2 separate regions of the Muntiacus reevesi genome follow, and region 1 is linked to region 2. Evidence: chromatin contacts called from public Hi-C data. All regions are on one chromosome and are shown on one strand. Each heading gives the region's core, a stretch centred on a gene start, on an enhancer-like site or on the middle of the called end of the contact. The rest is flanking DNA. Distances are from core to core; before and after follow the strand shown. Region 1 holds the start of USP35 (ubiquitin specific peptidase 35). Region 2 holds the start of GAB2 (GRB2 associated binding protein 2).

The links. A called contact is a pair of places that touch in the nucleus more often than the background predicts.
Region 1: a Hi-C map of muscle shows a contact between it and region 2, with 4 times the contacts expected there. The contact joins the promoter of USP35 here to the promoter of GAB2 in region 2. A contact is called at or near these places in 2 of 3 Hi-C or Micro-C datasets (blood and muscle).

What each region holds. Positions count from the first base shown.
Region 1 is chr5:17,420,127-17,424,122 of mMunRee1.1, forward strand. It overlaps USP35 (ubiquitin specific peptidase 35), which reads right to left and starts at 2,625. Exons shown (of 11, transcript XM_065937009.1): 1 at 2,354-2,625. KCTD21 (potassium channel tetramerization domain containing 21) reads left to right here and starts at 2,899. Exons shown (of 2, transcript XM_065936402.1): 1 at 2,899-2,944.
Region 2 is chr5:17,186,617-17,190,771 of mMunRee1.1, forward strand. GAB2 (GRB2 associated binding protein 2) reads left to right here and starts at 2,827. Exons shown (of 11, transcript XM_065937011.1): 1 at 2,827-2,845. LOC136169201 (a long non-coding RNA gene) reads right to left here and starts at 4,058. Exons shown (of 5, transcript XR_010663399.1): 1 at 3,997-4,058.

The DNA.
Region 1 (3,996 bases), core at 1,375-3,874, 230 kb after region 2:
TTCCACCTCTCGGAGCCTATGAAGCCCCACATGGGAGATGACCACCTACTCACTCCTTAGCCTTTCCCAGCCAATGCTGCGGCTCCTCCCCACACCCTTGGCTTATATCTCTCACTGCTGACATGGACAGCCTGGGAGTCTCAGCAACATCCAGCCTGCTGCAGGGAGTGGGAAAGCACACAAGAAGAAAATCATGACCCCTTCCCTGGAAAGCCCAGGTCCCTTTACCTGTCCCTCTTAAGTGACCCTCCACCTTTCCACAGTGTATTGACAGTCTCTATTCCTGCATGGTAGAGACTGAATGTATCCACTGTCCATCACTCATCAACCCCAACGCACCGTGTGTGTGTGCATGTGTGTACAATGTGTGTACAATGCCTCACCCCGTCCCTGGGCCCCACGTCTCACTTCCCCATCCCTTGCCGGTCTCTCCCACTCACCCTGCAAATATTGGCAGATTAACCTCATTAATTAATAAACCTCAGAACCCTCAAGGCTTTCCCAACCCCTTCAAGGTAAAGTCCAAACTCCTAAGTCTGTCATTCAAGTCTTTTCTGTGACACTAAGCTAATATGGGGCAGGGTTACAGATGAACTCGACAAACTTCACTTGGTGGTGATGAATCTACAGGAATTTGGGCAGTGGGCTTTTTCCTGCTTGACACTTTGGGGACGTTTTCTCTGCTGGGAAAGGGCTTCTCTCTTTTCTCTCCTGGCAAATTCTGACTCATTTTTCAATACCCAGGTCACATGACCCCTCCCTCTGGGAAGCCTTTCCAAATGCCCCTGCAACTCAAGTCTCTGGGCTCTGGCCTCCTAAGGCCATCTTCACTTCTCTCATCCCTCAGCAGTGGAACCAGATTGATTTTATATCCATCTCCCCCACCAGGTGGGGATCTCTTTTGGGAGGAAGTAGGTCCAATTCCCCTATCTGTGCCCAGTGTCCAGCACAGGACCGGGCACAGAGGTGAAGGAGTGCCAAGTGACCGAGAGACATGTGACAGCAAGATGAGATAAAACCAAGGATGTCGCTAGAAAAGCTCCTTCCAGGGACAGGCCTGACCCTTGGTCCATTCACTGCCCCCTGGTCAGGTCCAGTTGTGCGTATCCACAACCCTGAGGATCTGAAAACATCAGCCAAGAGAACCCCTACACAGGTCACTGGATGGGCCATTCTAGAAGTTACCCCAAAAACCAGAGCTGAAGAAAAAGAAAACAAACAAAGAAGACTGTTCCTGGTTCACTCTCAGGTAGAAAGCTCATGGAATCTCCTGGGACAGGGAAGGGTGCTTCAAGGACTCACTCAATCTCTTCAGATGCCGGAGCACAGCAACCAAACCCCCCCTCCCCCCAGCGCCCCAGCACTGAGGAGCCCATTTCCTTTCCTCTTTGACCCTCACACCCAGTCTCCCTCCTTTGGCTCCCCTGGGTGCTGGAGCTGCTTGTGGGAGGGGAAAGCGGAGCACCAGGCTGTCCTTCCTGACACCCAGAAGCTCTCCATCCCTGGCCCCTCAGGCCTCTGGACAGCAGCATTCCTCTCTGTATTTTTTAACTGAACTCCTATGCAAGGCAGCCCTGGGAAGGATCCCCTTGCCACACTACAAGGAGACCTTCATTTGGGCCACCAAACTGTCGCCCCGAAAGAAAAAAGGAAAAAAAAAAAAAGGAGGTGGGGAGAGGTTATCAGTAAAAACCAACTACGGTTTTACCGAAGAGGAACTGAGGAAGAGAAGGGAAGGAGGTGGGATATATTCCCTTCTCAGAAACACATAAGCAATGGGGGCCACCTCTCACACACTTCTGATGGCCGCGCCCCCACCCCCACCCCAGGCTTTCTGGAAGAGCGGGCACCAGGCTGACATATCCGGGGTCTCCTGTCCGCAAGGCTTCTTGTAGCTGGAGTACGCCCTGGGGGAGAATGCAGAGAATAGCAGAGCCCATTCCAAGCGCAGGTGGCCTCTTGGGCGCTCCCAGTTTGTAACCCACCTCGGTCCCACCCCACCCCTTCCAGTTATACCACTGCACCTGCTCCCAGCCCAGAGTGGGGCTGCGGATCCCACGGAAGGCCGATGAGCTTCATGATATACTGGGCGCCGGTACCCTCAACCCTGAGGGGGGCGGGGGCAGGGGCGGGGTCTCTATATACACAATTGATGAAGGAGGAGATTGAGGCCCAGAGAGGGGCAGCTACTCGCCCAAGGTCACACAGCCAGGCCCACTATACACCCAGACCTCCCGCCTCCCAGCCCCGAATTCTCTCAGAGCTCTACGCGCGTGTCCGGGCTCTCGAACCATCAGAAGGATGGTTCAGACACTCCCTCCCCCAACCTGCACACACACCCCAGCCCTCTTACCTTCGGAAGCCTGGTGGCCCCGGCCTCAGGAGTCAGCTCCTAAGGAGGGGAGCTCTGGCCGGGAAGGAGCCAGGCTGGGCCAGGAGAGGTCAGGGCGGGTCCTTGGCTTCCCCTGGAGTGGGGACGCCCTCCGCCAAGTCCCAGACGGCAGGGATGCTGCTTCCACTGCAAAGCCCAACCTCTCCACCCGGCCCTGCACAAGTCTGTAACTGGGGAGCTCGACTCAGCGGCGTAGCCACAGGGCTGCGGGGCGAAGTGGGGGGAGGGGCGAGGTGCGGGGAAAGGGGCGGAGCCGAGCGGGGGCTACCCCGCGAACCACCACTCAAGCTGCGTCCCCTTTAAGGCGAGCCGGCCGGAGCGCTGGTGGAGGCGGGGCGGGAGCGGGCCGGCTAACTGCAATGCCTCCCGGGAGATGGAGTTCGATGCCCAGCGCGCGGAGCTACAAAGAGCCTATTGGAGGACTACAAGTCCCAAAAAGCAGCGCGCGGATCCCGGGCCGCCACGCCCCTGGACTGGGCTCCGGCCCTCCGCCCCCTTCGCAAAGCTGCGCTGGCCGCCCGCGGAGGGGAGGTTGCTGAGCGAGGGCCGGAGGTGGGTGCGGCACGGACTGGGGCGTGGGGTGCAGGGACTGCCGGCGAGGGGTCACGGATCCATCTGGGCACCTGTCCTACCGTGAGACGTCATCTAGCCTATCCTAGCCTCGCCATTCTCATCCGTGCAATGGGAATAGCAACGCCAGTGGCCGCGGGGGAGGGGATGTTTATGGGGAAGAAGGGGCGGAGCTCGTGAAAGAAGCCTGGATGGATGGCGATAGCCTGAAAAGCCCGGATAATAAGGGCCGAGACTGTGGGAGGAGTCCTGTGGGTGGGTCAAGAAGGGGCGGGGTCTCTAGATAAGAAGTGGAACGCGCGTGAGATCGGAGAAGGGGCTGGGGAGTGGGTGCAGAGGCCAAGGAAGCAAGCCTGAGTTGGACTGGGTGGAATGAGCCGAAAAGCGTTGGGGAGGGAGGGGTGGAGACAGAAAGATGAAAAGGATCCCTCTCGGCCCTGTAAAAGCCCAGTGTCAGCAGCGCTGATGTGACTTGAGTAAGAAGGTGCCCAAATGGGCAAATGTCTGTGGATGCACGGATCATCTTTTCCTTGTGACTAGAAAATAAAGAGCCCATTCTTTGAACTCGGCGTCATACATATGAGTTCATTCAACTCACACCCTGTGAAGACGTCACCATATCTGTTTACAATTGAGGAACTTGAGGCTCAGAGAAGTAAAATGACTTGCCCCAAACCACCCAGCACTCCTTACTCTCAAGGCACTGTTTTTTTCCATGCACTGCAGGGAAGTAGAGATTTAATCTGTAGCGAATGGCAGGGAATAGATGATAAGTGTCCCGGTCCTTCACAGGTTGTGTGACAGGACCAGCTTCCTCACTGCCAACCTCCGAGGCTTATTGTTAGGATGAAATGAGGAGGTAGGTTTGAAAGCCGTTGGTTCATAAATTATCTTTCTTGTGAGGAGCAGGAAGACCGTGGAAGAGTGGTTGGGCCTGAGGAAAACCAGAAGGTGAAGCCTAAGGGTGAGCCAAAAGGATGAAGGACGATTCTGGAAGAGGGTAGAGGATGATGATTGTTGGGAATCTACACCAG
Region 2 (4,155 bases), core at 1,577-4,076:
GGGGGTACTGTCGTCCCAACTGGTTCCAATAGATGGCGCCGATCTTCATCTAAATAAATCATTCCGATAATTTGTTTTCCATTCCTCCCCTGTGAAAACCAAGGAGCATTAAAAAAAAAAAACAACAACAACAAAGGCAAGGAATGGAGAGGACTTAGCAAAGGCCCAGACAGGAACGTCCTGTGCGAAGGCTGTTCTAGGCCGGGCTCATACCTCAGGCCCAGAAGACTGAGCTACATGGGGGTGCAGCCAGGGACCTCAGCAGCAGTCCCTCCACCGGTGAGCAGCCCTAGCTAAGTACCGGCAACTGAGTAATGAAAAGGTTGGGGAGGTGGGGGAGCACCAAGAAGAGCCCCTTCATCTAACTTTTGGGGGAGGAGGGGTATGTTCAGAGAAGACTTCTGAAGCTGATACTCTGTTGTATTTCAAGGCCCTTCTGTCATTGGCCTCGAAATGTTTCCACATGAAATTGTAAATAAAATATGGGCGGATGGCATCTTTAGTTAAACAAAATAAGACCCTCAAGAGTTTCTGGCCAAGTGTAGCCCAACTCCCAACTAATGGTTGCTGAACAGTCTCCCAGTCTGTCTTGAATCCTATAACTATAAAAAGATATGTAACAGAAGACTACTCTTCTAAGGAAAGATAAGGCCTCCTGTGTGTATGCCTGACTTGCATCATAAACCTCAGCTGCAAACAAGGCATGCAGATTTCTCAGACTCTGCAATCCCTGAGACTTGGCACCATGACTCAGATGTGAATGAAGTCAGAGGATTGCTTTATTTTGGTCAGGAGTCACCGCCTCCTGACCGATTTGACAGGCTCTGAGTATTTTGATATTTGGGTCACGGGTTTTATAGAAGGTACTTAAAGCCAGAGGTTAAAATGGCCATCATTCTGGTGGTAGCCCTTACATGTGTCTTAAATATCCCTCCGTTGAAAGGCTAAAAGGCCCTGGTCCCCGAGATAGCCTGACTGTCTTGGTTTTACATACAATCCAGCAGCACACCGGATAGTGAAGAAAATCAGTGAAAATTGGGTCCAGGGTTGCTGATTGCTAAACCTTCCCAGGTGCTTAGAAGAGCTAAGCATAGAATATAGAATTAGCTTTTATAAACTGAAATGGTTGAGTTTCCCGCAACCCAGCAAAGATCTGTAAAATCAGAAGTATGTCCAACAGCTTGCAAGAGCTAGCTTTGCTGCACAGAGACAGGGAGATGAGCAAAGTAGCCTTGGTCTGATGTCTTCGGGGAGTGCAAGATGCCACCGGATCCACTCCGGTGCCCGCAGCAGTTCCCTATTGCTATAACGGGTTACTATCCACTCTTCAAAGAAATCGGGTCGGGGGTGGAGAGCCTAACCTTTTAAGGCTGCTTGTAGAGGTACTTTGTGAGTTGAAAAGAGCCTTTAACCAAAGGTTTCCGGTTTTGCTGAGTTTTTTTCCCCCTGTTCCCTCCCCACAAAATGCTGGATTCTTCAGGTATGTGCTTCTGCGTTCTCCATCTCAGTTAAGCCTTTCCACAACGCAGTAAGAGGCATCTGCATCATATGAGTCCCAGAGAATTCTCCTAACCTTTGTCAGTAAGTTGGAGCGCTGAAGAATTTTGACCCCAGTTTTTTACTCTACACCATCTTGCCTTCCAATTCACTATGAAATAGTATTTTTGACCCATTTTTGCCTCCTTGATTCTACAGATCATAAGAATTTTCTTCTACTGAATTGCTTTTCCCAGAGGCAGTGTGGGAGCCAGCGGAACTTTATTGTCTGATAATAGTGTGTTAGTCGTTCAGTCGTATCCGACTCTTTGCAAACCCATGGACTGTAACTCGCCAGGCTCCTCTGTCCATGAAATTCTCCAGGCAAGAATATTGGAGTGGGGTTGCCAGTTCCTGCTCCATTCTGATAATAAGAGGACCCTAAATTAATGCGGACATGAAAACAATTCTCCACTTTAAATAGATGAGCAGTACCACTCCCAACGCCGACCCATCCCTAGAATGAGAAACCTGACCGCACTGCCAGGGCTTTGGGCCCTTAGGCTATCTGTGAAATGGGAATAACACACCCCACTCAATTTGGAGATTTGTAACGAAGATCGTATAAGCAAGGAACGTACGCCCAGCCCAGCACGTAGTAATCTGGTTTTGTTTGTTTATTTTCTTCTCCCACCAAGGGGGTGAGAGAGTTAATGAAACTCTTGGAAAGCGGATCACTCATTTCAGCCAGAACCTGACCCACTGAAACCTGAAACTCAGGGAGAATGGACAGGACAGGGGAGCAGCCCTCGGGCCCCTGGCTGACGACCCTCCGCGAAAGGTCGCTTCACCATCGAGGGCGCGCAGTTCCTGCCCATCACCCCACGCCCACCAAGGGCGCGGCCGCCTGCCCCGCTGACTGCCGGAGGCTTCGGGAAAAAGACCCCGGGGGGCGCGGCCAGCCGCGGGCGCCCCCGAGAGCCTTGGGCCCAGGGCGCGAGGCGGTGTCCGCGCCTCCGCAGGCGGCCCGCCCGGGGGCGCGGCGGGCTGTGGGCGTGGCGAGCGCGCGCCGCCCTTCCTGCCGGGGCGCCCCCGCCGCGGCCGGGCCGGGAGAACGCGCGGGTGCGCGCGAGGCAGCCGGGCCGCGCCGCCTCGTCCTCGCCCTCGCCCCGCGGCCGCCCGCCGCCCCAGCCCCTCCCCTTCGCCGCGAGCCGCGCACCGCCGGCCGGCTGAGCCAGCGGCCCGCGCCCTCGTCCGCCGACCCCGCGGCGGGCTCCGGGCGGCCGGCAGCATGAGCGGCGGCGGCGGCGACGTGGTGTGCACCGGCTGGCTGAGGAAATCGCCCCCCGAGAAGAAGTTGAGGCGCTATGTGAGTGCGGGTGGGGGCGAGGGGCGCTCCGCGGCCTGCCGACGGGCCGGGCGCCCGGGAGGGTCCGCGGGCGCGCGGGCGGGGGCGCCGGGAGCGGCCGGCGCGCCCCGCGACCCGGGGCTGCAGCACACCTGTCACAGGTGCGCCGCCGAGGGGCGGGGCGGGCGGCCGGCCAGGTGAGGCTGCGGCGCCTCCCGGCCAGCCTCCCGTAAACTAAACCCAGCATTGAAGTTTGTATTGATTGTTTTCGGAGACGGAAAAGAGTTGATTCCCGAGGCCGGGGGGTCCGTACCGACCCCGAGCGGCTCCAGCCTGCGGGGCTCGGGGAGTGGGCGGGAAAGGGGGGGCGTAGGCCGTGGGGCCGCGCGGCCGGGCCCCCCACAAAGGGCGGCGCGCCTCCCACCCTTTCCCCCCGCGCTTTCCCTGCCTGCCCCTCCCGGTGGCCGCCTGCTTCCTTCCAGTCCACAGCCGCTGCATCACGGGCAGCGTCAGCAGCATGTGCAGCCCTTGTATTAAGTGACTCATTTGTTTGTCCCCCTTCTTTGCCTTTATGCTGTATGTCTCTCACATGCATCCCCCACCCCACGAAGGTGACACTGCAGTTTGGTCTGCCACGACTGGCCCGGCTTTTGTGTTGTGCAGCTCTTTGGCGTCTGGGGTCAGGAGAAATCAAGGGTCTCAGTTGCCAGGTGGTGCTAGCCGACAGTGTTTACCGAAATTACCGGGACAGCCGCTCCCTTTTAAGTGAGAGGCTCCGTATCCTGGGGAGGGTCGTGCAGCCTGGTTTGAGCAGTGAGGGGTCTGGTCCCACCCTCTCCGCCCCCACCAGAAGATGCCTAGCTTGTTGGGGTCAAAGTACAAGATGGTGCCGCTGACAGAGATTTGGCTGAAATCAGCCCTGGGTTATTCGACTGAGTTTGGAAATAGAAGCAAGGTCGCTAAAAGATGTCCGGGTCTCCCATCCTCTCCTCTCCCCTTGCTGTGAAATGCCCTTGTTAAACTGCCTGTCCGTGCTGGACTCTGGGATCGTTCCCACAGCATGGAAGTGAGCCTTGCCTTCCAGCTGCAGTGCATCAAGAGAGCTCTGAACAGACCCTGCCCGCTGTCAGCTGCGCCCGTGGCTGTCCGCAGAGGGAGAGGCGAAAGCTTACCAGAGTTTCCTGTCTTGGCTCCCCAGATCAGAACCAAGGGACTTCTGGCCTCTGGATTGAGGAAGTGACATTCTGTTTTTCAAAGGAAGTGTTGTTGGGGAGTGCAAGTGAGTGTGTATGTAAATGAAATCAGGCTCTTATTTAGATCATCTGCTGGGG